Regions from separate parts of the Mus musculus genome. Here region 1 is linked to region 2. The links are chromatin contacts, called in public HiChIP or PLAC-seq maps. All regions are on one chromosome and are shown on one strand. The core of a region is the stretch at or near the end of the contact, and the rest is flanking DNA. Distances in the headings are between cores, read along the strand shown.

Region 1 (7,341 bases), core at 530-3,029, 77 kb after region 2:
CTTCAGGAGCAGGAGCGCAAAAACCCCAAACCCCAAAAACGAAAGCCCCCTTCTAAACGAAAGCGAAACCCCCCATCCCTATTTAGGAGAGTTATCCTTCGCTTAGGACGCATCACTCCCTGATTGGCTGCAGCCCATGGCCGAGCTGACGTCACAGGAAAGGCAGAGTACAAGTAGTGGTAAAATACCCTTGGCACATGCGCAGATTATTTGTTTACCACTTAGAACACAGGATGTCAGCGCCATCTTGTGACGGCGAATGTGGGGGCGGCTCCCAACAAGCCCCCATGTAAAAATTATTAGTTTCTATTCTTTTTTTTCTTTTTTAATTGATTTATTTCATATATATGATGAGTACACTGTAGCTGTCTTCAGACACACCAGAAAAGGGCATCAGATTCTATTACAGGTGAGATACCAGGTGGTTGCTGGGGATTGAACTCAGGACCTCTGGAAGAGCAGTCTAGGCTGGCTCTTAACCTCTGAGCAGTCACACCCAGATAATGGCTGATCAGTTACAACAGTCCAGGAAAAGGCTGAAGGCTCTGGGGCAGAATGTCCTTTTTGGAATGAAAGGACTGGGCGCCTCTGTGTATCTCAGAAACTCTGCAAACTGCCCATCCTTTTGGAGAACCCCTTCCCTGCCACCATCCCAGGCCACTTTGGGGCCTGTACTTGGATCTGATGATGTTGCCCAGGATACAAGAAGAGACACAGTCAGCCAGTCCTAAGACAGACAGACTTCCTAGGAAGCCAGTGACTCTCAGCATGAAAGGCACCAAGTACTGGGCAGCCAGGACTCAGGTCCTTCTGGCATTCTGGCTACCTCCCCGTCCCCCAGTGCCTCCCCTGACAATGTGCCACCCACGGTGGCATCTCTTGCAGGAATTTCGGCTGCTCATGGCCAGCACCTCCGCCTGCTACCAGCTCTTCCGAGAAAAGCAGAAGGCAGGCCACGGGGAGGCCGTTATGTTCAAGGGTGAGTGAGCAGAAGCCCTTGACAGGAAGCCCCACAGAGCTCAAGAGGGCCTTGTCCCAGAGCACCCAGCTGCACCACCAAACCCAAACCAAAGGTCACGCCTGCCTGGCGATGCAGAGTTGATGGAGCGCTTGCCTAGCATGCACCAAATGCTGGGTTCGATCCCCAGCACTGCAGAACCCAAGTGTGGTGGTGCCTGCCTGCGGTCCTAGCACTCACAGACAAAGGCAGAAGGGTCCTAACTCCAGGGTCATGTAACCCTGTCTCAAAATAGAGAAGGGCAAAGTGTATCTTCAGAACTGATATCTGAAAGAGCACCAGACCTAGAGAGGGACGGAAGGACCCAAATGACTGCCACATGATCTGAGCCCAGAAGCTTGGGTTTTCAAGACAGCGGGATGGAAGCCAGGACCTTCTGAGATGGTCATGCACTCTTCTGCTAAGCCACATCCCTTCTGCCATACCCCATCCACCCCCAGAACAGTAAAGGGGGGAGAGAAACAGTGTCGATGCTGGAGGCCCAGGAAGGGAAGTGGTTTCAGCTGACATCACGCCTGCCCTGCCGGGTCTGGAGTGAGGCTTTGTCTCCCTCCTAAGTGGAGCGACATAGCATCTGCTGGGTCTGGAATGAGGCTCTGTCTCCTCCAGTGAGGCTCTGTCTCCCTCCTAAGTGGGGCAGACCCAGGGATGAGCTCTGTACCTGAATTAATCATGAGAAAGAGACTCTGCTGAGGGAAACCCTGCCAGGCGGCATGGTGAGAAATGCCACAGCACATCTGCACTCTTGCTGTGGTAAAATAGACACAATGTATCAGTCACTGTGTCTTACCACTTCCTGCCACATGGTAGCTTAGTATCCTGACACTCATAGTCACTGGGTAATGCTTATGCTATTGTCCTGTGTCCAAGGAGTGGGACTGGAATGCTGCCCGTGTCCAGGACAGATCCACGTAAGACTGCCATCCTAGCCGGGCAGTGGTGGTGCACACCTTTAACCACAGCACTCGGGAGGCAGAGGCAGGTGGATCTCTGAGTTCAAGGCCAGCCTGGTCTACACAGTGAGTTCCAGGACAGCCAAGGCTGTGATAAAACTAAAATAACAAACATAGATAGATGGATGGATGGATGGATGGATGGATGGATAGATGGATGGACAGACAGATAGATAGATAACACTGCTATCCTGTTCTAGCCTCCTGGTGGCAAGTTTTTTTTTCTGCGTTGGCAGGTGTAAGGCTTGGCTTTCTAGAAGTTTCCTTTCTATCTTAAGCTTGCCTCAAATGCTGCCTCCACACACCATGGTTAGAAATATTAATGCCATAGAGTCACGGAGAGGACTGTGGCGTGGTGGCAGCACAGGGGCAGGGTCCCACAGCCCTGGTCTCTTTGGTGTTGTGACGCTACAAGTCTGGGCCATGCAGAGAGCTGACAGGCTATATATAAATAAAATATAACACTTTTAGCACTCGGGAGGTGGAGGCTGAAGGTTGTAGGTTCAAAGCCAACCCATAAGAAAAAAAAAACTAAAAGGAAAAAATAATGTTAATCAAATATACAAGGCTCACAGCCTTGTGGTCCGGCTGCCTGTGTGGCCACTTGCTGTGTAGGGAAACGCAGCTTCCTCACCTTTAACAGTAGCAGCTACCTCACAGGAACATGGGGAAGACTGTCTGGGGAGCACGGCTAGCATTTAAAAGATTACTTATCTAGTGTATACAAGGTCCTGGCTTCCGACCAAAGAACAGACTGCAGGCACTTGGATGTCACTAATCTGACCTAAAGCCTCCAGGCTATGGAGCTAGAGTCAGAGGCAGGCTCTCTCCAGGGCCAGCACTGAGTAACAGGAGGGGTGTTTGAACCCTGGTCAGCTGCTAACATTCAAAGGGGGCACCCAGGTGACTTCTCCTCCTGCCAGAGAGCACAAGGTGCCTGCACCCCCATTCCTGGCTTAGGAGACATGGTTGGTCTGGAGAGGGGGACACACATGCCTCCCTGGGTAGAAGGAGATCACCCCTCTTCCCCATCCATTCCCCCCACCTCACTCCCACCCCATTCCCCACCCCCCTCCACTGCCAGCAAATAGCTCAGATGGGACACCCAGGCAGGCACCTGAGATTTACTGTCACCCTCTGACCCCCACAGGCCTGGGAGGCATGAGCAGCAAGCGCATCACCATCAACAAGATCCTGTCCAATGAGAGCCTCACGCAGGAGAACCAGTACTTCCAGGTACAGCGGTGGGAGGGCAGGAAGGGATGGCAGACTGTGTGAGGTCTTGGCAGAGGCTGGTTCTATGGGAAAGGTCAGGGGCTCGAGGCTTCTGGCCCAGAGAGACCAGCAAGCACCTGCTGGATCTACTTGCTGTGTAGTAGATCCAGAAGCGCAGCGGTGGGCTCAAGGAGCCTCGAACCCAGCAGGAGATGGGAAAGCAGTTGTACTTGTAGGCCCAGAGTTCTATCAGACAAGTGCTCGGAGCAGACACGCCCCTTAGAGCCACACCAAAGCTTCAGACTTGTTGCCTGAATAGCGGTGGCCTGAGCCCATCCCTCACACTGAAGCTTCGGCAGCTCACACAACCCTGAGGGACTGCTGTGGGTGTGACAGTCTGCTCGAGTCTTAAACGTTGCACCAGACATTAAACCCAGCGCCCAGGAGAAGTAGCTCCATTGGGAGAGCTCTTGTCTTGAAAGAAAGAAAACCTTGGATTTCGTTTTATGATGATCTAGGTTAAGCCAGGGGCAGGTGGATCTGTGAGTTCAAGGTCAGCCTGGTCTTCAGTTCCAGGGCAGCCAGAGCAACACACAGAGAAACCCTGTCTCAAACAAACAAAAAGGAAGAAAGGAAGAAAGGAAGGAAGGAAGGAAGGAAGGAAGGAAGGAAGGAAGGAAGGAAGGAAGGAAGGAAGAAAGGAAGAAAGGAAGAAAGGAAGAAAGAAAGAGAAAGAGAGATAGAGGAGAGAGAGAGAGAGAGAGAGAGAGAGAGAGAGAGAGAGAGAGAGAGAGAGAGAGAGAGAGAGAGAGAGAGAAAGCAGATCCAGTGCAAAGTAAATGCCCACTTGGCTCCTAAGCATGCAAGGTGTTAGATTTCTAAGTCAATTTGAAGAGTCAAGAGGCAGAAAACAGACCGGAGGCTGACCTCAACAGACTGGACTGTTTATTTAAAACAGGGAGGGGCAGACACAGCAAGAAAGGGGTGTCTGTGGAAGGGGGAGGGGTTCTTGGGGTTTATATAAAAGGGGAGGGGAGGGAAAAGTTAGGTGCAACTTAACTTGGGTTGCGTGCAAACCCCAAGTTTCTCTCTCCCGGAGTTGTTTGCCTAGACAGGGCGGGCTTTATCTTTAGAATCTGTCCTGACCTTGCTGTCAGGTTGTGGGTCACAGTGGGCCACTGAGTCAGGCAGCAGAAGTGAGGGAAGTGGGCAGGAGTCTCAACACAGGGCCTTGGTCAGGGCTGGGCAGAATTTGTTCAAAGTCCTATGGTTGTGTGGACTTCAGGCACAGGCTGATCAGAGCTCCAGCTGTGCTAGCTCTGTTGGTCGGTATGTGCAGGTACCCTCATGGCTGCGGGAGGTTCAAAGCCTTACATAAATACCCGCACAGCACCCTCGAATACAGAGCTCTTAGATGGCCTGCATCTCACTCTGCCTGGGGGGGGGGGTGTCAACCTGAACTGATGAACATGGTCAGGGAGTTTCCCAGTACCAGTTTGCTCAGTCATGAGTCACTATAAACCGCATCCCCCTCCGCCCCCCACCCCCCATCCCACTCTAGGCTTAATCACTGAGGTAGGAGGAAATGGTAAGAGACAACTAGTTAGCTCTCACCTGAAGGTCAGAGAAGTTGGTACAACCCAGCCACTCTCTGAAGCAGGACCCGCTGAAGCTGAGCCAACGCCTCACTGGGGCTGACCTCTGACTATCCCTCCATGATCCCTGCAAGAAACAAAGACACACACACACACACACACACACACACACACACACACACACACACACACACACTGTAGTAAGTAAGAGCTCTGGAGAAGCCTAGTATCAAAATCTTACAGCTTTGCAAAGCCCAGACGGCAGGTGCGGTAATTGACAGCGGAGGAGAGTTTAAGCACTAAGGCCCCACCCCTCCCTGCTGTCCTCCTTAGCTGAGTGAGCAGGAGAGCAAAATCCTCCAGGGTCACCTGGGCCTCTGCCACTTAAAGTTTGTCTGGTTTTCAGTGAAGACTGTGCAGAGTTCAGGCTCTGGCTTACGGCCTGTTTCCCGTGGTCAGGGCCATCTGTGGGTTGCAGGCGAGCTCACCTGCTGCAGTTTTCTACTGCAAAGTTTAAGTTGGAAGGGGTTGTAGCTAGACTGGCAAGCATTAGCAGGAGAGTTTTCTGTCCATTTGTAGCTGTGCCTCAAGTCACTTTTTGAAAATGGTCCATTAAGCCAGGCATAGTGACATATGCCTTTAGGCCTAGTACCTTTGAATCTCTGTGAGTTCAAGGCCAGCTTGGTCTATATAAAGTTTTAGGACAGCCAGAGCTACAAAGAGAGACTGTCTCAAAAAATGAGGAATGGATTGTCTTTTTTTTTTTTTTTTTTTCTTATCCCTGGGGGGAGATGCTGGAGAGGTGACAGGGATACCAGCTAAGCAGGTGTGTGTGTCCCCGGACTTCAACGCTTCCTCTTTCCCCCTCCCCCAGCGCTGTCTGGACTGGAACCGCGACATCCTTAAGAGGGAGCTAGCGCTGACTGAGAAGGACATTATTGACCTGCCCGCGCTCTTCAAGATGGATGAAAATCACCAGGCCAGGGCTTTCTTCCCTAACATGGTGAGATACTCCAGCCCCAACCCCTCATGCCACCCCCAGCAGGGTGCAAACAGCCCCAGAAGGGCCCAGCTGAGTTGCTGGGTAACCTCACCTCTGACCCTTGCCCTCTCTGAGCCTCTCCATTCCCTGCTAGGGGTGACATGCTTAGCCTTGCTTTCTTACTAGGTGTCTATCCCCTGGCCCATTACTCTAGACAGGAGAGTGCTTGGCAAAAACTATCACAGCTCAGAATCTGTGCCTGTGTTTCCCCACCTCTAGAGGAGGATCCCTGACAACACGCCCTACATAGATAGGACTTGACGCCCTCAGGCAAACAGTGGCTGCTCCCTAAACACTCGCTCCCCTCCCAGGTGAACATGATCGTGCTAGACAAGGACCTGGGCATCCCCAAGCCTTTCGGGCCCCAGGTGGAGGAGGAGTGCTGCCTGGAGACGCACGTTCGAGGCCTGCTGGAGCCCCTGGGCCTCGCCTGCACGTTCATCGATGACATCTCCGCCTACCACAAGTTCCTGGGAGAGGTTCACTGTGGCACCAATGTCCGCAGGAAGCCGTTCACCTTCAAGTGGTGGCACATGGTGCCCTGACTGCCTTTTCCTTTTCCTCCTCCGCTGCGGTCTCTGGGTCCTTCCTGTACCCCCAAGTCCTTCCCCTACAAGAAGCAGATGGGATTGGGGGATATATGTGCCTTGCTGTCCCCTGGAGAAGGACCTCAGTGTCCACTGAAGCCCCACCCCCACCCCAGTAAGCCCAGCCATCCTCCACCTAAAACTAGTGGGACATGTGGTTAGTGTGCAGAGCCCTGGCCAGGGAAAGGGGACATCAACAAATCATGTAGTCAGATTGTCCCCAGGAATTCTCAGCCTCTACTCCAGGCCAGAATGAGGGAAGGGAGAAGGGAGGCTCTGAGGTCATTGGCTCTCCCAGCATCCATCTGACATTCAAGGTAGACCAGGAGAGGGTCCTGGAGTACCTTGGATGGTACCCTCACTTCAAGCTCACCTCCCTCGGGGTCTCCTGGTGGCTGGCTCCCTGCACCTGTTCATTCCTTACAGTTTCCCGTACACGTTGCGTCCCCACTCCCTGAGGGTCCAATCATTCAGCACAGAATCTTCCAGAAATAGGTCTTAGCAGAGGAGCGTTCTTCACTTTCTGTGGATGCGGGCTGCCCAAATTTAGGAGAAAGGGGAGGTCTCAGACTAGCATCCACGGTCTAAAGTTCGGTATATGAAGATGCTCCTGCCTGTCAATGCTATTTCTGTTCTCTCACCTGGTCCTCAATTCTCTGGCCAGTTCTTGGGCTCATTGCTCTTCCTATTTTGGACATTGACCTTCCTGTTCTGGACATTTGTCCCTCCAGCAGCTACACAGCCAGATCCAGGCCTCCCGAGAGCCTGAGAAGCAGCCTATCTCTCCTCATGGATGCTGGCCCCAGTGTCCAAGGATGCTGGCCACGTTCCAGCCTCAGTGCTCCCTTTCCAGCTAGCTGCTGCTCCAGAGGAGGAATTTCCCAGCATGCTTTCCAAAGGCTCCCATCCAGATACAGGCAAATTTACCCCT
Region 2 (7,106 bases), core at 1,486-3,985:
ACTGTCACCCTCTTCTTTGGGTTCATCTTTCGGTTTTCTTACCTTCACCAAAGCAGGACCCAGTCATTCCCTTCCTGACCTTGCCTCTCCTCTGGTCGCCGACCCTCAACAGCATCCACGCCCCCAGACTTCCGTCCACTTGACCCGTTTGCTGAGCACATGCGTTCCCAGCTCCCTCTACCACTGCTAGTCCCAGCGTCTGCGGTTTCTGTCCTGTTCTCTTCTTTGAAGAGTGAGTTACTTCAAAGGCCGATCGATTTGACATTTCCAGGTGGATGGCCTTTCTCGTCATCCTGGTGAGCTCCAGGCTTCATTGCGTCAGAGGATGTGGTAGGGATGACAGGACTTATTTTGGTTTTGTTGAAACTTGCTTCAGGTTTCGAGGCTATCCCGTCTGTACCCAGCTCAGGGCTGACATGGAGTCTCCCTCTTGTTGACTGGGTGGGACTTGTAACGTGTGTTCATCAAATCTTCTGACAATTACTACTATTCTCCCAAGAATTGGACCAGTTGTGTGTGTGTGTGTGTGTGTGTGTGTGTGTGTGACACACACTACTTTGTACATGCATGTGTCTTTTGAGAAATTAGCCCATTTCATCTACCCCGTCAAGCATGTTTGTGAGCCTTTTTGTGGTACTGAAGCCAGATAGAAAGGTTGGGGAAATCAAGGGGATACAGGAAGGGACCCCTTTAATAAACTATTGGCTTCAGGCTTCAGAGCGCATATGGAGTAGGCATCTGAGCTCTGGGGTCCCTGGGGGGCTGGTGCCGGGCAGAGCTCATGTTGAAGCAGAAGACTTTCCAGACCCCAGACCCCGGGATGGTGTGGACCACATTCAGGGTGTGTCCTCCCTCCTCTGCTAAACTTCTCTCTTGCTGGTCTCTTCACACAGATGCCCCACCCCACCCCCACCGTGGAACTTCCGACTTCAGGGAGTGTGACCCTCACCAACAAGTTGACAGGATTTGCAGTCACCTAGGACACACCTCTAATCATTTCTAGAGAGGCCAAACTGAGGAGGGAATACCTGTCCTGAATGTGGGCGTCACCATCCCCAAGGAGGGGGTCCCCAACTACATACATGGGAGAAAGCAAGCTGAGCACCAGTCTCTCTCTCTCTCTCTCTCTCTCTCTCTCTCTCTCTCTCTCTCTCTCTCTCTCTCTCTCAGGAGATGACAGCAGATACCATGTGACCGGCTGCCTGCCTGCCTGGTCTTGCACTTTGAGACACTTTGTGTGGGGTTCCAAGCCAACCTGCTAAATAAATACCATCAGGAACCTCAAAGAGAAGACAGTGGGTAGAAAGGTCCCCCCCCTTTAAGGCCTCCACACATAGCTGCTCCCCAGCTTCTTGGAGGTCATATAGAGTTTCTAGGGTGACAGTAATAGCCATAATTAGTTAGTATAAAAATATGATGCACAGAAGAGCAGCCAGCTGGGCCCACAGGTAGCGAGGTGGTATCCTGTGATTCACCACACGGCTGGGGAGCTGCAGGCCTGACCCAGGAGGCCTGTGGTTGGCTAGGCTTCTAAGAGAACCCAGTAGATCTGAAGATATCCCCAGCGTGGGCAGTATCAAGGTCAGATCTTTGAGAAAGGGCTTGACTCAGTTCTAGTCAGCACCTACAAAGACTTGGGCCTAGTCAGCATCCACAAGGACTCAGGGCCAGTCAGCACCCACAGAGGCTCAGGACTAGCTAGCATCCACAGGGGCTTAGGCCCATTCAGCATCCACAGGGGCTCAGGCTCAGTCAGCATCCACAGGGAGTCAGGCCCATTCAACATCCACAGGGGCTCAGGACCAGTCAGCACCCACAGGGACTCTGGTCTATGTCAGAGAACAAAATCCACACCACCGGTTTCACTTGCAGCTGACCCTGCTCTTGGAGACCAGACATGGAACCATGCCCTTCACCCACAGGGCTGACTTCGCAGCCACCGCCCAAGCCTCACCTGTCTCCTGGGCCAGTGGGAAGGTCCACTTAGCCACTGTGTAAAAGGCACTTAGCACCTGCCCGCCATTATCATTAGCCCACCCCCACCCAGTTAACAGATGAGGTAACTGGAAAGCTATTCAGGGACCTGTCCAGAGTCACACTGCTACCGGGTTGCGACATGTGTATGCCATGGTCTAAAACCTCACAAGATGGCTGTCTGGAGCAAAGCCTTGCTCTGAGAGAAGGTTCTAGACCTAGATGGGCCTTAAAATATCACAGAGAGACAGAAAGAGAGAGGATGAGGGAGAAAGGCAGGCAGACGAGGGAAAGGGAGGGGGGGAGAGGTGGAGGAGCCTTTTGTGAATAAAGGCAATTTCAGTCAGTAAGATAACATAATTGACAAGCTGCAAAAAAAACAAAACAAAACAAAACAAAAAAACAAAAAAAACGGCACCCACTAATTAGTCATTGACTAAAACATATAAATAACAAATATCAAGGGTCCCTTCTCTATGCCCGCCATGTTAGATGGGGGAGGGGCTGTGCTTTCCTGGACCCTTCCCACACGTAAAGTTGACCATGATTTTAAACAGCAAGGCTCTGGTTCACCGGAAGGATTGAAATAGCTGCTAACCCAGGGCTCTGAGCACCACTCCCCGATCTACACTCCTCCCCACCCCTCCTCACCGCTACCCCCCTCCCCACTGCTACCCCCCCTCCTCACTGCTACCCAACCGCCCTTTCTTCCTCCAGATTTATTTCCACACTAAACCCCTCCTCCAGGGAGCCCTCCTGGGCCCCTCCCCCACTTCCTCATTTCAAAGCTCAGATGCCTGGGCTGTGTAGCAGGGACACTGTCTCTCTTGTCCTTGCACAGTTGACTTTCTAAGAGAAGGGAAAGGTTACATTTAAAGCAGGAAACTCAAGTTTCAAACTGGGATTCCGTCTATGAAAGGCAAATAGAAAAGCCTCCTAGAGAAACACTCGTGAACGCTGAAGCCTCAGATAAGAAGCCCCAGACTGTGTCAGGAATAGGGGAGAGGAGAACCTACACAGGTCTTGGGGTGCACAACCAGCTTGAGGGCTTAGAGGATCCGTGAGACCCCAGGAGAGAAGAGGGTCCGGAATTAGCAACAGGCAGACCCGGGTGGTGAGCAGCCTTGCCCCCAGGTGAGCGCCGCATCCAAGGATTAAGGGCTCAGCCAAGGGGCCTCTGCAGAGGGCACCATGCAGGGAGAGGATGCTGAGAGAGGACCGGAAAGAGAGATGCAAGTCCTCGTGACCCTGATGGAAGGGGGGCATGAGAAGTGGGCAGTGAGGGGGCAGGAGGTGCGAGATCGCGCTCGCGTGGACCCAGGGTTCCGGTGCGAGATCGCGTTCGTGTGGACCCAGGGTTCCGGTGCGAGATCGCGCTCGCGTGGACCCAGGGCTCCTTTTCTCATTCTGCTGCTGACCAACAGCACTGCCACGCCTGCGGGTTTATTTCCGGGCTCTAAGCACCTCTTCCAGGAAGCCCTCCTCAAATTCTCCCACCCCCTGCCATAGAGGAGACTCTCCCAGAGCTTCACACACCCTGTTCCAGGTGCCACCCTCCCAACTACAGGATTAGCAGCTTCAGTTGGCACTGGAGAAAATGCCTCAGATCAGGGGTTTAGGACAAGCTGACTTCAGAGGGGCCCTGACCTCTAGATTCCTTAGTAGAGGGCTTGCTTCATATCAGGAGGCCCTCGATTCTGTCTCCAGCCCTGCATCAACCAGGTGTGGTAAACCACGCCTGTCATCCCAGCACTCAGCAGAGGCAGGAGGCTCAGAAGTTCAAAGTCATCTTCCTCAACAAAGCAAGTTGAAGGCTAGCCTGGGCTACACGAGACCTCTACAAAGCTAGAACTTCTGATCCCGTCCCCAGATTGAGGGCAGCTTGGTGCCCCTCCGGCCACAGACGTGACAGTTCTAATCCTCACGCAATCTTCTTCATCCACCACCTGCTTCCTTAATTCTCCTGAGCTCGGTCCCAAGCTTGACCCTGAGACCAAAGAACCAGGCACGGTTCTTTCCCACCCATCTGGAAAGACAAATGGATGGACTGGTGATGGTGGTAGGGATGGAGACAGAGGCAGGGGGATGACAGTTGATGACGGTAGTGATGAGGGTGGGTTGGTAAGGATGGTGATCGAAACAAGGGAGGATCACACTTAGCCTTCCTGAGTGCTCACCAGGACTAAGCCCTTGACAACAATTCCCATGCCAGCCGGATGAGGTAAGCATAATCTTATTAATAGTGGGTGATATTTACCACTTAGTCGCATAGAGGCGTTCCCAGAAGGGCTTACAAGTGTCAACCCATTAGAGGCAGGAACCATTATGCGCCGTGGTTTACAGACGAGGAAACCAGGACCTTTAACAGCCTACCTGAGGTCTTCCAGCCAGTTATTTGAGCTCATGTGCATTGCCTGCTGTAGACAGGAGTTGCCTGGGACCCTGAAGAATAGACTATCTGCCTTCTGGATAGACTGGGAGAGACATCCTGTTGGAGGCTATACCAGCCCAGGCTTAGGGATTTGATGTTTTCCAGGTGGGGCGGGCACGAGGCGAGGACAGTGCAGGTTGGGACTTAGGTACTTAGGGTGGGCTCCTGTCAAACTGGGGGATGGGCAGGGCTCCTTGGCTCAAAGAGTGGGAAGAAGCCAGGTGCTAATGGCCGATGGGGCCCAGCCTTGTTGGAAGACTTGAACTGCATTCTGTGTGGGGCTGGAAGCCCTGCCTTCTTCCTGGGCCTCTGAGATCTAGTCTAGCCCAATGACGCGTGGGAAAGACAAGCCTTCCTAAAACCAAGCCCTCAGCAGCCTCCCCCACCCCGAGAAAGTGTGGGTCCTTCTCATCCCACTCTGGCCACACCCCCAGAATTCCAGATTGCCACCTTTCTACTGCTCCTGGGCTCATCATGTCGCTTCTCCACAGTCGTGACACTTACTCCTTTCCCTGTGGGCTCTTGGTGGTTCTCCACCTACCTGTCCCCAGTTCATCTCTCTCCAGGGATCCTCTCAGAGGCACAACCCTCACCTCACAACTCACTGCATATCACATCAGGCCCACCCAGAGGAGCTGCCTGACAGCAGAGGTACTCGCTGCTACCCTCATTCGGGACCTACATCACGGTGGGAGTGCCTGCTTCCTTCTTGCTGGGTTAGCTCTCCAATGTCCTGGGAGCTCCTTGCGGGCTGAATCCCAACCTTGTAATTAAGTGTAGGGCTGGGCACTGCTTCCTGGACGCTCCACAGGGGGGGCAGTCTCGGAAACACAGAGGCATCCCCTCACCCTGTCCCCGTGGACACCTTGCCACTTGGGGAGACTAAGGCTCTCTGGTTAAAGAGATTTCTCCATGGTTACCAGGTCTGGAGCTAACATCAAGTCTGGTAGACTCTAGTCCACACAGGTAGCTACCTCTCTCAGCTGACCAGATAGCCCTGTCCCAGGCAGCACACAGCCACTGCCTGGTAGAAACTCAGACATTGCTGGACCCTGGGCAGGACCCAGGGCTCGCCACAAGGCCAGGCCTGTTCTTTATGGGAGGGTCTTCCAGCAGGGTCACTGGGGCCTTCATCAATGCAGTGGACAATGGCTAACAGTCCTGGGGTCTGAGTGGCCCACAAGTCCTCAGGGAACTAGAATGTTGGGCAGATGCTAGTCTGCACTCAGATCCAGGGTCTGAATTAGGGCCCACGAGTCAGACACTCTGCCCTACCAGACCACAGTCAAGGCAGATGTCAGCAGGCAGGCAGTACTTAGTCCTGACCCACCCAGCACTTCTCTCCTTCCCCATGGGTCCTCTGTATATGTGAAGATGCCCAAGGCAGTGATTCTGCCGTGCAGGCACACACGCTCCTCAGATACTCACTGAAGACCTAGAATATGCCATCGTCTGGAGCCCAGGACAAAACCCTATGAGATGCACAACACCAGGTCTTTAGCACAGCATCCCAGTGCTACCTGGCCATGGGGCCCTTGGGTAGGAACAGTGAAAGGCCTTGGTCACAATGGAGTGTGGGTCTAGACCTAAACAAATCAACCTGCCACATCGGGATGGCTTGTCTTGTTGGGCATAGGGCGTGAGCCCAGAGGCAAAGCCTGAGAGTCCAGCTGAATGTCCCCAACCCTGCCGGCATGAAGAGGGTGATGGAGCACAAGGATTGACCCTGGGGGCCTGGAACACCACTAATTCAGGGAGGAGACGGGTCATGAGAACAACGCCTCATGGAGGGACCTGTGGCTTTGATAACAAGGACATTCTCCAAGGGGCCACACAACAGGAGACATGGGGAGATGGCTCCAGAGGCTGGTAAGGGACTCTGCACCCCAGGCAGAGCCCTGCTGGGCAGTGTTGAGTCACCCCCTGCCGGGGGCCCCATGGTTGCTTCCTCATGAGGCCCCATCACATCCTCATGACCAGCCATTCAGCCACTTAGCAGTTACTCATTGTCTAGAGGCTGGAGCAGTGGAGGGAGGGAGGTCTTGACCTTGCCTCCTCCTTGTTCCCCCCACAACAGGCAACTTCACCCTAGAAATCTTCCCTACCACCACTGTTCCTCTTTCCTCATTAGAGCAGGGCCAAATCTCCTTGGGTAGAGAGATCCACTCCCAGGCAGAGTCCATCCCTCCCTCTACACTGGCACCCCAGAACCCTGCTTAGGCAGAAGTGAGCTGGTCTCAGAGAAGTCCTGCCTCCGACAGCACCAGGAACATTCTAGACTCCTGCCTTGAGATTAAGCTAAGCTTCTGTTTGACGTCACCATGGAGACCTGGGTACAGGTGCAAGGCACAAGGCCAGAGTCAAACTCTTTCATCTGTGGGACCCCAGGCAATCTGCCACCCCTCCCCATCCCGCAGAGCCTGTAACCACCACCCACCTCGGAGGGCTGGCAAGGAGCGATGCAATGTTTGTGGAGTGTTTAACTCAGGCCAACCCCTGGTGAGTGGCTCTCAAACACAAGCTGTTATCATCATTAAAAAGGAATCATGAGGCGGCCACACCTCAGTGGTGCCCAGCACTCTAGTTTACAAAGCACAGCGTAGAGCCTGGAGCCTTGAGGAGACCTGGGAAGCAACCTGGATGGAGGCTCGCTGCAGACTCACACATGCCTGGCCTGGCCTAGTGTCCTGCTCTCACAGGT

What was found. HiChIP or PLAC-seq counts read pairs in DNA pulled down with a chosen protein or histone mark.
Region 1: an H3K4me3 HiChIP or PLAC-seq map of bone marrow-derived macrophages shows a contact between it and region 2, with 4 times the contacts expected there. The contact joins two enhancer-like sites. A contact is called at or near these places in 1 of 15 datasets of contacts at CTCF or cohesin (large pre-B cells), 5 of 484 Hi-C or Micro-C datasets (CD4 T cells, erythroblasts, erythroid progenitors and 2 more), 4 of 115 datasets of contacts at active chromatin or transcription factors (CD8 T cells, bone marrow-derived macrophages, embryonic stem cells and 1 more) and 3 of 9 other capture datasets (adipose tissue, embryonic stem cells and liver).

Annotation. Positions count from the first base shown.
Region 1 is chr4:140,943,557-140,950,897 of GRCm38.p6, forward strand. Padi2 (peptidyl arginine deiminase, type II) reads left to right here. Exons shown (of 16, transcript NM_008812.2): 13 at 886-979; 14 at 3,122-3,207; 15 at 5,656-5,784; 16 at 6,135-7,341. The coding sequence ends at 6,368. Gm13031 (predicted gene 13031) reads right to left here. Exons shown (of 4, transcript NR_045911.1): 2 at 6,285-6,433; 3 at 4,801-4,908; 4 at 4,110-4,537. Among named protein-coding and RNA genes, the nearest start is that of Gm13031, 11 kb to the right of the region's middle. Within about 2 kb of position 1,780, at least 144 of the 459 cell types and tissues checked have an H3K27ac peak or open chromatin away from gene starts, as enhancers often do. A contact at or near this core is called in CD8 T cells and bone marrow-derived macrophages, where this site is marked.
Region 2 is chr4:140,865,961-140,873,066 of GRCm38.p6, forward strand. 4930515B02Rik (RIKEN cDNA 4930515B02 gene) reads left to right here and starts at 6,733. Exons shown (of 3, transcript NR_040654.1): 1 at 6,733-6,904. Within about 2 kb of position 2,736, at least 41 of the 459 cell types and tissues checked have an H3K27ac peak or open chromatin away from gene starts, as enhancers often do. A contact at or near this core is called in CD8 T cells and bone marrow-derived macrophages, where this site is marked.